Regions from separate parts of the Gossypium hirsutum genome. Here region 2 is linked to region 1. The links are chromatin contacts, called in public Hi-C maps. All regions are on one chromosome and are shown on one strand. Each heading gives the region's core, a stretch centred on a gene start, on an enhancer-like site or on the middle of the called end of the contact. The rest is flanking DNA. Distances are from core to core; before and after follow the strand shown.

Evidence for each region. A called contact is a pair of places that touch in the nucleus more often than the background predicts.
Region 2: a contact with region 1 is called in a Hi-C map of leaf, with 2.5 times the contacts expected there. The contact joins the promoter of LOC107905363 here to the promoter of LOC107925548 in region 1. A contact is called at or near these places in 2 of 34 Hi-C or Micro-C datasets (both in leaf).

What each region holds. Positions count from the first base shown.
Region 1 is chrA01:116,924,603-116,927,331 of Gossypium_hirsutum_v2.1, reverse strand. It overlaps LOC107925548 (60S acidic ribosomal protein P2A), which reads right to left and starts at 1,292. Exons shown (of 4, transcript XM_016856270.2): 1 at 1,161-1,292; 2 at 955-1,065; 3 at 1-78. The coding sequence starts at 1,042.
Region 2 is chrA01:117,207,200-117,209,899 of Gossypium_hirsutum_v2.1, reverse strand. LOC107905363 (fructose-bisphosphate aldolase 6, cytosolic) reads left to right here and starts at 1,380. Exons shown (of 3, transcript XM_016832012.2): 1 at 1,380-1,533; 2 at 2,162-2,389; 3 at 2,647-2,700. The coding sequence starts at 1,506.

The DNA of each region.
Region 1 (2,729 bases), core at 43-2,542:
CAATAAGCTCTGTTATATCTTTGCCCTTGACCTCAGATAAAAGAAGTTGAATCCTTTCATCTTCAGCTTCAGCACCAACTGTAAACAAAATCATATTTATGTAAATCTTTTGAAACACTGTCTATATACAGAATTGTTATATCCTTGTTTGATGGACAAAAAAGAAACATAGATAAGCAATGAAATTCACTCTACATCTTTGTTATCGGAATTGGCTAAATCAGAAATAGTTAAATGCTCAATTCGAGACTTAACCTTTTAGGATTGCTCGCATAAGGGTCAAACCTTTCAAAATGGTCATATAAGGGCTTTTCACGCAATTCAGCTAACAGCTAAATCAGATATTGATTGAAACAAAAAAGAAAACAATAAAGACAATTTGAAAACTGATATAGGACATTTGAAAAACCCTTATTTGAGGGCTTTCAAAACGGTTTGACTTTTCACTTGACCATTTTGAAAGGTTTGACCTTCATTTGAGCACTTCTGTAAATGTCAATTCAATCCCATTAATGTAATGACACCATTAGCATATAAATTAGTATAAGATTATTGAGTTTACCAAATTCAAATTTATTTATGAAACCAAAAAAGACTACCATATTGAATTATATAGAAGTAGCAAATTGCATTCTAGTATTCATTCATCGTACATTTCTCCAAACCAAACATGTTTTGAATTAAGGGGTTCAATATAGATGTGAAATCTCAAACCAATACACAAATACAGTACAAAGTTTATATTTTTATACCAAACCCACCTCATAATCAAATTGACATTCACAAAAAAACAGGTTACAACACAAGAAATCTAAACTTTTGGATCAAACCTATGAAAAAAGGTGCAAATACAATTTACAAACAAATGGATTACCAAGTGCAGAGATTGAAACAGATAAAAGGAAACATAGCAGTCAAATCAAAAAAAAAAAGAAGAAGGTGAAAATAGTTTACCAGAGCCAAGAATGGCCTTAAGATCATCAGCTGAAGGGGAAGTGTTGCCTCCCAAAACAGCCAACAAATAAGCAGCAACAACCTTCATTCTCTCTCTCTTCTATATAATTTCTGTAAAGAAAAACAACAATTAAGTTATAACTATAAAGCCAATGGAGGAAAACGAAAGTTTAAGCAAAGGAGATGAAAGAGAAGAAGAGACAAACCAGGGGCGGCTATGGAAGAAACCCTGGGTTTTCAAATGGAAATAACAAAGGCCGTGACAAGCTTTATATGATATTTGCAAATTAGGGTTTTAGGCTTAAAAGAGAAAATAAGATTTTCAAAAAGGGTAAACTAAAAGAAATAGTCATTTATATATGTTTTAAATTATGTTTTAGTCATCAAACATTAATTTGTTACGAAATGATCATTAACGTTATTCATTTTCTATCATTTTTGGTAATTGAGTCATCAATGATGTAACAAAAAATTGATTTGGTAGGTGTTCATAAGTTGGGTCAAATTAAATTATGATATTAACACATTTTATACATACTTAAGCTTGGCCTGACCAAAATATGAGTTAAAAATTTGCCCAAACTCATCTATATTTATAATTGGTTAACATAAGTCTATTTTAGTCTCGTCTATATCATTTTTTAAAAATTTTAAAATATTTTCAATTTAATATTTTAATAAATTTTTATATTTTTAGTTTATTAAAAATTAAATATACGCATCTTAAAGGTATTTTTTGATATTTACATTATAGTATTATATATTATTATAAATTTAGTTTTTATGTATTATAAATTATATAATAGATATAAATAACATACTATAATATAGTAAAACATAGAATATGAGCTAGATTTGGGCCTTGAATGTTTGAGCTACAGTCTGAGTTTAACCTATATTTTGAATGAGCTTAGATTTTTTTTTCAAGCCCGTTTTCAGACCTAATTTTTTTTTTCAAACTCTCGTAAATTTTAAGTAGACTTTCGAGCTTGGGCAGGTAACTAATTCATGAACAAGTTTAGTTAAATCACCATTTCAAACGAAATTTTTAGGTCAAATTGTACCTCTAATCCCTATATTTTTTCTTTTGAGTAATTTAATTGTTTTCTTTTAACTTCCCTTTTTTTTTCCAATTGATATCAACAAAATTTTTTCACTTCTCTTTATTTCCCTCTATTTTTTTTTCTTTACAAAAGATTTGAGGAATGTTATACCTCCTAGTCCTCGAACACATTTTTTTGAGCATCCACCCTTCGTAGACATCAAATACTCCTCAAATAACCCTTTGAGGGCAACTTCTAGCATATACTCCTCAACTACACACCCAAGTGGACCCCACACATTAACCATCACTTCTAACACAACTTTCATATCTTATTTGAAGTGCTTAATAATGTGTACAATCGTCACTCTATCTAGACCTATAGTGGCATAGTACTTGGGTAACTTGATTTGGGCTCACTCATTGGAAAGACAACACATGACACTTCAGGATCATTGTTAAGGGTATATAAACCTTTAGTCCATACTAAAAATGGGATATTCTCTATCTCTCTGATAGGGAATAAAGTGGAAAAAGAATTGTATTCAAATTGTTCGACTTGAGAAAAAAAGATTAAAATCTGACTTGTAAAAAAGAAATAAACAAATTTAGAAATAAAGAAAATAAAAACACTAAAAGAAGAAATTTGAGAACAAGTAATAAATAAAATAATAAATTAAAAAAATTAGAAAAAAAATAAAGTAGAAAATGTATCACACTCTATCTCTTCGGC
Region 2 (2,700 bases), core at 131-2,630, 280 kb before region 1:
TTAACAATGATGACACTCTTAATTGTACATTAGATTAAGGTAGATCCACGATTTGGGCTAAAAATAAAATTATGTATGCATATTATTCTAATTGTTTATATAAAATATATGAAACGATTATCTTCAAAATAATATAATTTACTTTGTAAAATGATGATGATGATCTTTATGTCATTAGTGATTAAAGGTCTGTTTGGCAATACTTTTGAAAAGTGCTGTGAAAAAATACTTTTGAGAAGTACTTTTGAAAATTTCAGTGTTTGGTATTGCTGTCAAAAAGTGCTTTTGAGAAATAAAATGTCCATTTTAGACATGATATTATAAAGTAACAAATATGTATTTAAATAATGTTCAAATTAGTTAATATTATGATATTTTAGCAATAATATAAAAAATAAATAATTATAACTTATTGTTAATATTTTAATATATAATATTAATTTTAAATATTTCTAAGTAATTAATATTAATTGTTTAATAAATTTAATTAGAATATATAAACTATATTTAAATATTTAAATATAATAATTAAATATTTGTAATTAGATATTGACACAATTGTATTATTTTAAAAATGATTTTTTTTAATTTTTAATTAATGCTTTTAACACATTTGTATTATTTTATTTTAAAATGTACTTTGAATATATAACTCATATTAAATATTAACATAATATAAAAAATATAAACTTAACAAATTAAAATATTACATATATTTGAATTAAACTTCAAACAAAAGAAAAAAAAGGGGGAAAATGGATTCTAACGTTAGAAAAAATGAAAAAAAAAAAGAAAAAGAACAAATAAGGCTAAAAAAGTAATATAGCATCAAAAGCACTTTTGGGCTGAAAAAAGCACCAAAATTTCTCCTTTTTCATCTGAGAAAAATGACTTTTCTTAAGTTGAAAAGCTTCTATTTTTTACCTCTGTTCTTTATTGCTTTTTGTGTAAAAGCACTTTTTCCCCTAAAAGTTCATCACAAAATCAATGACGAACGCAGTCTAACTTGTGCACAAACTTAATCAAGGGCTTAATAGATAGTAGGTTTGCTTATGAGTCGAGCTATCCACTCAAACTTGAAGGTCCACTCGAAATTTGAGAAGGTTTGGACAAAAATATCAGGCCCGAAAAAGGGCATGGGCAAAATAGTTATCCTGTTAAAATATGTGTTGGACTTGAGCTTGAATAGTTAAGGCTCGAGTTTGATCCAATCCATTTTCTATGTTTATTATTGAGTATAACTTCTACTTCAGTTAAATTTAAAAAATAATCTTTTCAATTAAATTCTGTTTATTTGTTTTAAACTCTTTTACAATACTAGAGATAAAAAATTCAAGGGCAATAAACAGCGTTAGTTATTCTCTTCCATTAACTCTCCATTTTTGCCGCCTACTTTTCTCATTTAAAAACCGTTTCCCTCCCCTTTTCTCTTCCACTCTTTCTTTTTTTTTCCCTTCCAAACAGACACTCTCAAGTTTCTTTTGTTCTTCATTTTCCTTTCAATCATGTCTTGCTTCATTAGCAAATACGCCGGTAATATTTTTTCCTTTAATTCTCGTCGTTAAATGTATATGTTCTTATATAATCTTAACAATCTCTTTCGATTGATCTTGTTTGTTTGATGTTAGATCGATAATTTGATGACAAAGTTTGCTAATAACTGTTTGATTAAATTAATTGAGCAATGAATTTATAATTTAGCTTTATGCACTAATCACATCACTGATTTTTATATTTGATTTAGTTTCGTTAATCTATGCAATAATCACATCATTGAAACTAGGTCAATCTGAGTTGGAGGTTTTTACAGACGAGAAACCTTCTTTAATTACAGTTTAATTAGATTAATTTAGTAATGACTTTATAATTTAGCTTCATGGCCTATTCACATCACTGATTTTTAGATCTGATTTAGTTTCGTTAATCTATGCAATGATCACATCACTGAAACTAGATCAATCTGAGTTGAAGGTTTTTACTAACGAGAAACCTTCTTTAATTACTGTTTAATTAACTTAATTTAGGAATGAATTTAGAATTTAAATCAATTGATACATGCAGGAGTTAGGTAATAAGTGGAGTAATAGGTCACTATGTTTCAATTTATAGTTTCTTTCGGATCTTTGTTTTTGTTATTATAATTTTATATATAATGTTGCAGATGAGCTAGCTAAAAACGCTGCCTACATCGGCACACCTGGGAAGGGAATCCTTGCCGCTGATGAATCCACCGGCACAATCGGCAAGCGTCTTGCAAGCATTAATGTAGAGAATGTTGAAGAAAACAGGCGAGCTCTTCGTGAGCTCCTCTTCACTGCTCCCGGTGCTCTCCAGTTTATCAGTGGTGTTATATTCTTCGAGGAAACACTATACCAAAAAACTGCTTCTGGTATTATTATCCTTAATAAATTAAGAATGTATCGCAACTTGATCTATTGAATCGTAATACATAATTCGAAATTGTCAAAATGGATATCAATTCGTTTACTTTGTGATGTTTTGGCATTCTTTTGTGAGGTTTTGTGCTTGAATTTAAAGAGAACAATTTTGATTTATGTTTGCAACATAGCCGAACGAGTTCCGTCATGACAATATGGATTTTTAATGGATTATAGTTGGTTTCTAAGAATTGGTTCTTGATTGCAGGCAAGCTTTTTGTTGATGTGTTGAAAGAATCTGGTGTCCTCCCTGGCATCAAGG